Regions from separate parts of the Mus musculus genome. Here region 2 is linked to region 1. A link is a contact called in public Hi-C data. All regions are on one chromosome and are shown on one strand. The core of a region is the stretch at or near the end of the contact, and the rest is flanking DNA. Distances in the headings are between cores, read along the strand shown. Region 1 overlaps C330002G04Rik (a long non-coding RNA gene). Region 2 overlaps Smc5 (structural maintenance of chromosomes 5).

What was found. A called contact is a pair of places that touch in the nucleus more often than the background predicts.
Region 2: a Hi-C map of cortical neurons shows a contact between it and region 1, with 3 times the contacts expected there. A contact is called at or near these places in 1 of 39 promoter capture datasets (embryonic stem cells), 29 of 484 Hi-C or Micro-C datasets (the AML12 cell line, the G1E-ER4 cell line, the HL-1 cell line and 13 more), 10 of 130 datasets of targeted methods (embryonic stem cells, fibro-adipogenic progenitors, heart atrium and 5 more) and 3 of 9 other capture datasets (adipose tissue, liver and pancreatic islet).

Annotation. Positions count from the first base shown.
Region 1 is chr19:23,020,202-23,025,298 of GRCm38.p6, reverse strand. The region is part of intron 5 of C330002G04Rik (a long non-coding RNA gene); the gene reads left to right. Among named protein-coding and RNA genes, the nearest start is that of C330002G04Rik, 53 kb to the left of the region's middle.
Region 2 is chr19:23,211,693-23,216,789 of GRCm38.p6, reverse strand. It overlaps Smc5 (structural maintenance of chromosomes 5), which reads left to right. Exons shown (of 25, transcript NM_001252684.1): 19 at 1,591-1,635; 20 at 2,050-2,145; 21 at 2,620-2,724; 22 at 2,920-3,039. Among named protein-coding and RNA genes, the nearest start is that of Smc5, 60 kb to the left of the region's middle.

The DNA.
Region 1 (5,097 bases), core at 1,004-3,503:
AAAACAAAACAAAACAAAACAAAACAAAACAAAACAAAACAAAACCCCAAACAAACAAACAAAAAAACCCCACTGCCACAACAATCCCATCTGGCCATATTTCCTTATATGTTGGAAAATTCATGAATGGATTAGCTAGAAATGAATCTGTTTAGGTGGAGCATAGGAGCTGTTCATGTAGATAATTTATTACTTTTTAACTAATTAAATAAAACCAATATTTACGTAGTGTCTTTGTGGTTTCCAAAGTCCTTGTCTAAGCAATCTCTCCTGCAGTTCAGACACTGGCCCTCTTGGCACGCAGACACAGACTTGACCAATTGCTATTTGTATTGGACTGTAGATGCGTAAACCCCAACCCCAATATTCTGGGTGATTTAGTTTAATTTTCTAGAGTGGTGAATGGAAGAGTTTAGGAAGAGGTCTGAATGTGACCAGAAGGAGGTGCACACGAGTAAGGGGCCTCCTTACTGTGGCCACTGCTCCTTCTCCGTCTTTGCTGCCCAGTACACATCAGGTCCAGGTGTAGGCAGAAATTGCTTACTCTCTCTCTCTCTCTCTCTTTCTCTCTCTCTCTCTCTCCCTCCATCTCTATCTCCATCCTCCTTCTGTATCATCTCTATCTCCATCATCCCTATCTCTATCATGTCCATTTCCATGTCTACATTTTATCTCTTTTGATAGCACTGGGAACTGAACCCAGGACCTTGCATGTGCCTGGCAAGTGTCTTACTACTGTGCCATACCCCATACCACCAGCCTCTCCTTTCCGATGGAATCCAGAGTCAGAGCCCTCAGTACAGTGTCTAGACATACAGCCTTTAATGGTGTGATACAGGACAGTTGAAGACTACATGTTTCTCTTTAGGATTTTACCAAGTTATAAAATTCTCCAGTTGTCTGACTGAGTTCAGAAACCAAAGATCCCTGAACACGGTGGAGCTTGTCTGTAGCATTTGTCTGGCAGTTTTAAAAGCAGATAGGTCAAACGGGGATAATCTTCATTCTCAAGATTCATTTGACTTTGGATGATACTAATTTTAAATCAGCCATTACAAATGGGTGCTAAAAATAGACTATACGAAACACCTATTGCAGGCATTACAGCTTGACACAAATCTGATTCCTTTATAGCACTCCTCGGTTGATGTTTGGAGTCCTGCCCCCACCTAATACCTTTGGTAGCTTCGAGTGTTGCTTTAGGTTCAAGGTTTTAAAATCATTTAAAATCCCCAGAGATAGAGCAATAGGTCCATATGGCTACTGGGGGAAGAGAATTACTGCTTTGTTTTTAGCTCTAGAGAATGGCTCGAGTAGCATCCAGCTAAGTGTCTTTGTGCTCACTTAAAATCTCCGAGTTTTGGGTTAAAAAAAAAATCATTCCTTTCTCTGAAGGTTTGCCTTTTCTCTGCCTTGCAGTACAAATTAAGAGCAATTAAAATCAATGTCCTGTTCTCTGAATGGTACTGTTTATCATAGTCTACTTTCTTTGATGTCTGGTTATAGATAAAACAAGCTGGTCTACTGTCATTGTCAATACATGAGTTGGAGAGACCACCCAGCTCGGGGCTTTTCCTCTAAGGGCTGTTATTTAAGGCTGGGGTCCTATTTTTTTGATCTTTTCTTTAATAAAGAATAACTAATTCTGTGTGTATGTGTGGGTGTGTGTGATGTGCGAGTGTGCGTGCGTTGATGGCATGTCTGTGCACGTGCAGAGCCCAGGGGAGGATGTTGGCTCTCCCTCCATCTTATGCCCCTGAGACACTATCTCACTGAAGCAGAAGCTCACCCTGCTGCTGGGTTGGCTCACAGTAGACTTCTAGGATCTGCCTGTCAGACAACATTGGTGTCCCAGGTTCATGCAGTCATGGCCAGCTTTTAGTCATGTGTTGGTGATTCAAACTGTGGTCCTCAAGTTTGTCCCGCTAGTGCTCTCCTCCTGAGTCATCTCCCAGCTTCTTGACTTTAATTTCTTATGAATTAGCTACAAACTGGTCAAAGGATAAAGGATAAAGGACTATTTGGCTGTTGATTCAACAGTCATGTCTTGAATTGCTCTCGCTTTCAAGAATAAGGGATCCTGAGTCTTGCATGATGCAGCCACAAATGGGACTAAATTATGCTAAGCAAAAAATAAATTCTCGTACTGAGAATTTCCCAGGAGTTTTGATATTTTTGACTCTTGCTCACTAAATATGGAAAAGATTGAGACACTGAGAAGCAGAGGAGCTGTTCTGCCTTTTTTAGACCTTTGAATAAGCCGTTTCATCCTATTCAGTGCTATATTAGCAATATACTAAAAATCTCTCCCTGTCGAAAAGTCCCAGTTTTCTGAGCGGTGAGTTTCTGGAAATGTTCGTTTAGCTTCCATTTTTATATAAGTAACAAAGCTCTTGAATTATAATTAATATTTTCTAGTGGTCTCAGTGTTATTCATATATGGAAGTGATAGAAATTGGTATTTCACTGAGTTCTTTTTTTTAAAGGTCTCATTATGTAGCTAGATTGGCCTGGAACTTTTGATCCTCCTGCTTCAGCATCCCAAGCGTTGAGAGTACAGGCCTGTGCCACCATGCCTGGCAGAAATCTTACTGGAGTCCTCTCCTTAGTCCTCATTTAATGCAGGTTCTTGGTGTTCAAAATCAGCATGGCTGTTGGTGCCTTCCTGTGTGACTAGGAAGGCTGCATCTTGACAAGCATTGGTAGATGGGATCAGGGACTTCAGCGGGTGGCAGTTACTCTATAGATATGCCGGAAGAAGAGAAGAAGAGGTGATCCGAACTCTCTGGCTCAGCAGCACTTGAGAGAAATGCCGTCTTCAGTGGCAGGCACTGCTCACTTCTAGGAGTCTGGTAGCCATGCATTGAACCAAACCGCTCGGTAGCCTTTCAGCTGTTCGACAGCTTCTCTTGGTAGTACATAATGTGTTTCTCTGTCCCGTGCGGCACACACAAAACTGATAGGACCAGAAGTTTGATCAGCTCTGTCCCCTTCCTTGAGTTCCTTGTCTGTCCCTTTCTATCCACTTTCTCTCTTCTGAGAACTCGGCCTTGGCACTGTGCATAGAGACCTGTAGGGTTGTGAGCTGCCATTGATACTCATTGCTTAGATACGTTAACTCCTTAGCAACACACAACAAGAACATTCTAATTTTGCTTTAGCCTGACTTTCTGGCATGGGGAAGTGAAGATAACTTTCTCCCATAAAGTATTTGATAATCTTGACATGCAGCTTTGGAAAATAAAAACAAATGCCTTCTGTTCCTTACCTTTTATGATAGTACTCTGTCTTAAGCATTTTACCAGTTAATGGTGGCTGTTTCCTCTTTTGTTTTATGAGACAGGCTCTCATTACGTAGCCCTGGCTATCTTGGAACTTGTTGTGTAGATGAGGCTGGCTTCAAATTTACAGAAGTCTGCCTACCTTTTCAACTTGAGTGCTGGAATTACAGGCATGTGTTAACTGTGCTTGGCTTATCATGACATTGTGTGTGTGTGTGTGTTCCCATGTGAACATGCATGCATGTGAGGCCAGAGAGTGATAGCAATGTCTTCTTATGCACGTCACTTCTCATATAGAGGCCGAGTCTCTGATTTATATGTAGGACTCACGGTGTGTTTAGGATCTCCAGATTGCAATAGGGATCCCTTGCCTGTGCCTCTTGTGCACTAAGATTGTAGATGGGCCACCCCACTGACCTGACAGAAAAATGCTGAGTTCTGAACTCCCGTCCTTATGCTTTCATAGCAAGCACGTTACCCACTGATCCATCTTCCTAGGCCATGAGAATGTTTTTCAAACAAACCACTATAACATATAGGTGGTGTCATACTTGGGTTTAGATTACTCCAGCCTTGGTCTTTACTGATGGCCCAATCATTTCATCTTTAGACTGCTGTCTTGGTTGGTTCCTTAGATGTCCTCACGAGTGTGGTTACTACCTTGCTTTTTGATCTGATAAGATGTCCCATCTTTATTCCTTCATATTTTTGGCTTCAGGCCTAGAATCTGTCATCTCTCCATGTAGATACATTCCATGCAGTAAAAAACAATCTTTAGATATTACCATGTGAGTGCCCGAGGAGACAGAACTGGATAATTTAATTTCTAGTTCTGGGGATCGAACCTAGGGCCCCAGGCATGCTTAGCATGTACTCTCCTATCCAGTTACACTCCCATCGTGTTCTCTACTACCGAGCTACACTTCTAGCCCCTGCATTTTATTTATGATAGTTCTCCCCTTTTTTCACACTCACACTGCAGTCTTCCTGCCTCAGCCTCCCACAGATTAGGATTATAGGTATGAGACCTCATATCTGGGTAATTTACATTTTTTTTAAAAAGCAGAATGAACATAGATTTATTAGAGAAAAGCTAGAAAAGAACTCCTTGAGTAGGAGAGGGTCTCGCTGTGGAGGTCATGCTGACCTTGAACTCAGATCTGCTTGCCTCTGCTTCTCCAGTGTAGGGGTTAAAGGCATGAACCACCACTGCTAGATCATCTGTTAACCTTTTAAAGCTAAAACAGTTCATATAATCAAAGGGAAACTTTGACTTTGAAATTGCTTTATTCTACAATATACAACCTAGTCGTAGGATAGCAAATCACAACTAATAATAATCAAGGGTTGTGGAGCCTTGAATTAGAAGGTTTCCCCATAGACTCATATATTTGAATGTTTGGTCTTTAGTTGGCAGAACTCTTTGGGAAGGAATAGGATAGCCTTGTTGGAGGAGGTCTGTCATTAAGAGCTGGCTTTGAGGTTTTCCTTTTTTTGGATATTTTCTTTTTTTACATTTCAAATGTTATCCCCTTTCCTAGTTTCCACTCTGAAAAACACCCTCCCCCACCACCTTGACCTTCCCCCTGCTCACCAACCCACCTATTCCTGCCTCCTGGCCCTGGCATTCCCCCACACTGGGGCATAGAGCCTCCATAGGAGGAACAACAATATGAACTAACCAGTACCCCCCCCCCCCCCCCGAGCTCCCAGGGATTAAACCACCAACCAAAGAGCACACATGGTGGACTCATGGCTCCAGCTGCATATGCAGCGAAGGATGGCCTAGTCCATCATCAATGGGGGAAGAGGCCCT
Region 2 (5,097 bases), core at 1,075-3,574, 190 kb before region 1:
TCATAACAGAGAAACGGTGTTTTAAAAAAAAAAATTAAAGCCGTGGTGGCGCACGCCTTTGATCCCAGCACTCGGGAGGCAGAGGCAGGCGGATTTCTGAGTTCGAGGCCAGCCTGGTCTACAAAGAGAGCTCCAGGACAGCCAGGGCTATACAGAGAAACCCTGTCTCAGAAAACAAACAAACAAAAAATTAAATTCCAAGCAAAGAAGAAGGCATAGTTTGGATTAATATGACCTTATAGAATTGCATATGCCAGCAGGATTTTGATGAAGGGACCCTGGTATAGCTGTCTCATATGAGGCTATGCCAGTGCCTGGCAAATACAGAAGTGGGTGCTTACAGTCATCTATAAGATGGAACACAGGGCCCCCAATGGAGAAGCTAGAGAAAGCACCCAAAGAGCTGAAGGGGTCTGCAACCCTATAGGTGGAACAACAATATGAACTAACCAGTACCCCCAGAGTTCGTGTCTTTAGCTGCATATGTAGCAGAAGATGGCCTAGTCGCCCATCATTGGGAAGAGAGGCCTCTTGGTCTTGCAAACTTTATATTCCCCAGTACAGGGGAACGCCAGGGCTAAGAAGCGGGAGTGGGTTGGTAGGGGAGCAGTGCTGGGGGGAGGGTATAGCAGACTTTCGGGATAGCATTTGAAATTTGAAATGTATATAAAGAAAATATCTAATTTTTTAAAAAAAAGAATATACAAAGAGTTTGGGTCCCCACAGCCGCCTTTAATATTCAGAGATTAGGCAGGCATTCCACCACTACTCTGAAGCCCTTACCCTGGGCTCTCCTATCTTTAAAATAGAATCCATTGGAGGATCTTAAACACAAGAATACTGCTATTAAAATCACTTTGTAGATGAATACTCTTAGCTGCTCTATGGAGAATAACTAAGGGTCATTATTTTTGACCAGGGAAGAGATTAATATAGTAGCACAAAGGGATGAGGGAGGAAGAAATTTTACTTCAGTGATAGACATGACAGGGGTAAGAGAGAACTCCTAAATGTTTGCCGGAACAAACTGTCAAGCTAATTATTAATGAGAAATCGGTTTGCTTACAGTGGTGGGGAAGCTGAATGAAGTAGAAATTATGTTTCAATATAATAAACCTAGTATGCCTGTTAGAATCTGGTGAAGATGCCAAGTAAGTGTTGGAACATAAGCTCACACTTCGGCATACACGGCACGGATGTAGCACGTGTACATCTAAATACCTAGAGGCCTTGGCAGAGATTACACTGAGTTCCAAAGGGTTAAAAAAGATACAAATCAAGGTTATCCAGTTGATACATATAACTCATCAGAACCTTTTTTCAGGCTCCCAATTCATGCATACCTTTTACTATAAGGGCTCTACAGGTTATGCTAGGCACAAAAGTGTACTGCATGCCTCTCCTTGTAGGAAAGTGTCTACCCTAGTGAGTCTCTGTGGCATAAGTTCAGAAGATAGTCTTGATGGAGTTCTGTCTCAGTGATTGAGTTATAAGGATGCTTTTGTAGGTCTTCATAAGTACAGTATAAAGCTCTAACTTCTTGCTCTCTTTCAATGCCCCACATATTCTGGACCCATTCTACCAATTCAGCAAGTACCCACCATTCCAAATGGACACAGCTCCTCACCCCCCATGGTATGCAGTACTCATTCTTCTTTCCAAATTGTTATCTCCTTTTTGCGTTGCTTTTCCCTAGCCATTGCTTTCAGACCCAGAGATAAATCGTGGGCCTTTGAACTCTTTTAATTCTCATGTAGCATAAACTGACCCTTCATTATTTTGTATTCCAAAGCCGATGTGATGTGTACTGCTTATTTTAGATTCAACATCAATACATTGCCTTAAGGGACTATCCAACATGTATACATCTTTTCTTTTAAAGTGTAAGCTTTTTAAAGAGAAAATGCCCTCTTTATGATTCTTTTGTATTGCTATATGCTAGCATGCTATTAATCAGATAGTAGATATGTAGCAAATTACTTCCTTTTAACTGTTCTAATAAAACTTCACTATTCCATTTTTAATGATGTATTTTTTCTTCTTCTTTAGGCTTTTCAAGATCTCCCAAACACATTGGATGAAATCGATGCATTATTAACTGAAGAAAGGTCAAGAGCTTCGTGCTTCACAGGACTGAATCCTTCGGTAGTACGCCTCGTTCTCAGTTTCCATCCCACAGTTCTTATCCTGCTGTCTTCCTCAGTGCATACGTGCACAAGCACATGCCTGTGTGCACCCCTGTGAGCCTGCACACACACACAGTTCTTTCCAGTACTTGCCTCCCACGCTGTACTGGAGCTCTGGGTAATAATAAGCTAGGCAGCAGGAACAATGCCTTAAATGCCAGATTCTGAATCTATTAGAATTCTAAATAGAGTCTTCCTAAGGAACACAGTGTTCCTTGCCTTTTCTTTATAAAAAGAGTAGCTGCGTTAACTTGAAGTACAGCAGTGTGCATTTTTTTCAAGGATTGAAAAGTAACATTTTCAGTATTCAGTAGTATAAATCATGTACAAATAAGCAGCACAGTGGCATTTTTAGCCAGTAGTTTAATTGATGCAAATTTTTATATAATTTTATCCTTTGATAAATTTTTCTTAAAGAATTTTTTTCGACCAGGTGGTTGAGGAGTACTCAAAAAGAGAAGTAGAAATACAGCAGTTGACCGAAGAACTGCAGGGGAAGAAAGTTGAACTAGATGAATACAGGGAAAACATTTCGCAGGTAATTTTTATCCTTATTTGTTTGCCATGAATGGGATGAGCGTACAAATTATACAAAATAAATTTTATTCTCCTGAGACGAAAAGTGTTTTTCTAACCAAATTAACTCTGCTATAGACTGTGTTGTGTGTGAAGTCTTATATCAGAGTGGATAGTACTGCTTTCAGTGTCGTTTTGTTTTGCCTCTTACTTGTAGGTGAAAGAAAGGTGGCTGAACCCCTTAAAGGAGCTAGTAGAAAAAATTAATGAGAAATTCAGCAACTTTTTTAGTTCCATGCAGTGTGCTGGTGAAGTTGATCTTCATACAGAAAATGAGGTAATTGCGTTTGGGATGTAGTTTATGACCAGCAATTTTAATTATGTGCAAGGAGTACATATAAATTTGTTTCCTTTGGAATTATACATGATATTTTTGTTTACTGAAAAATTATGAAAAGGAGGAAAGAGATCACCTGTGGGTTTCTAGCATTAGATTTGCTTGGTTTGGGGCTGGGGGTGGTGTTTATAGAAGTGGCTAATGCCTTGCTATTTTTCAGCCAGTGTGAGGGAAGATTATTCAGCTGTGTTGAATGAATACAGTGCTTTATAAATCTACCATTCTCAACTTAAGAGCCATAAACAAAGTAGCAGATGGTTGAGTTTGTTTTTTGTGTTGGGTGGTGTTTTCTAAGTTTTTGAACTTGCAGTATAGGCAAAGATGACATTGAACTCCCCTGACGATCTTGCTTCTACCTACCTCACTTCCACTACCATGCTCAGTGTTCTTAGTTTCCTCTTTATCACAAATTTAGAAGAAAGTAGGTAATATGCTAATTCCTTGAACTACAGCTTTATGCATTGCTATTTTGAATAAAACAAATTTTTCATTGAGAAAAATTATATAAAGAAGGGCTGGAAATACGATGACGTGATCATGTATGCTTAGGTACATGGGTCCCTGGCTTCAGTTCCCAGCACTATAGGCGAGGCGGGTGAGTGAAGGAAGAAGAAATGCCTGGATTTCCTGAATATAATTGGGAAAGTGGAATCAGGAGGGTAGGACTGTAAGTGACAAAAGGCTAGCCATCTTTTGATCTTAATTAAAAGTTTTTGTTGGTATACTGAGGTAATTTATTCTCATTTCCATGTGTCAAAATGTTTCCAAGGTGAAATATCTTAAAAATTTTAGATTTTGGCAAATGTTCGAGTTTTCATTCTTTTACATATAAAACAGAATAGCACCATTTTGTCCTTTGAGGAGTTTTGCCTCACAAGGTCCTTCTGCTTCATGTGAAGTATACCTGTGAAATACCATTTTATTATAAGTCCTAGGTTTGAGGCTTTAGACCCTTCCGTAGCAGTTTACACACAATCCATGCCTGCCCGTAACTAAGAAATGTATGGATAATACTTCAGTTCCGAGATGCTTCCTTTCCTAAAGTTATCTTGTTTGATCTCTTCAGATCATCTTTTTGGTTTGGGGTTTGGGTTTGGTTTTTTGAAACAGGGTTTCTCTGTGTAGCCCTGACCGTTGTAGAACTCACTTTGTAGACCAAGCTGGCTTCAAACTCATGAAAATCCACCTGCCTCTGCCTCCCAAGTGCTTCCCAAGGATTAAAGGCATTCCTCACCCTCACCCCACCCCACCTCCAACCGTTTAATCTCTTATAACTGTGCTATAAAGCAGGAACTTAAATCTACCCTACTTAAAAAAACAACAAACTGAGACTTATGGTAATTTTACTGAATGTCACATTGCTGTCAAGAGGCAAAAAAATAAAATCAGACTCCTTATCTAATCCCAGACAGAGCCTAAACTCTTAGATAAGTTTGCTTACTGGGAACATCATTCCTGCTCAAACAGGATGTTTATCAGTAGCTTGAGTCAGTGTGGGGCATAAATGTGGCCAAATAGACTAGGTGAGGCCTGTGTCACAGAAATCCCATCCATTATAATTATATCCTTTGCGTGGGGCTCTTCCTTCTTCTTGTACTGTTCTTAACAGTCTGTTTTCAGTGCACTGCTATAGAAAAGCCTCTCTTCCCTTTCAGTGTGTTCTTCCAGACCTTCCCTCTTTTCAACCTTGTCCTGTGTCCCCGCTCTGTCTGGCCTCCCTGTGTCTCCTCAGTAGTGGGTCCAGAACTGGCTTCTTTAACCAGAGCCTTCAGTGAGATGGGAGAAGCTAGAGCAAAGCAGTAGAAAGGACCGACCGTCAATGGCAATGAAGAGATAGGGTTTAAAAGTAACTTAGAAATTAGAACCATTATAAATTATTACAGTAATGTAGTTTGTTTACTTGAGGGGTTTGAAAGGGAAGGCGAACAGATTAAAAGTATTTCTAAATTTTTAAGGCATTACCTGAGTCCTTTTGTATTTACGTGTGAAGCAATTTGT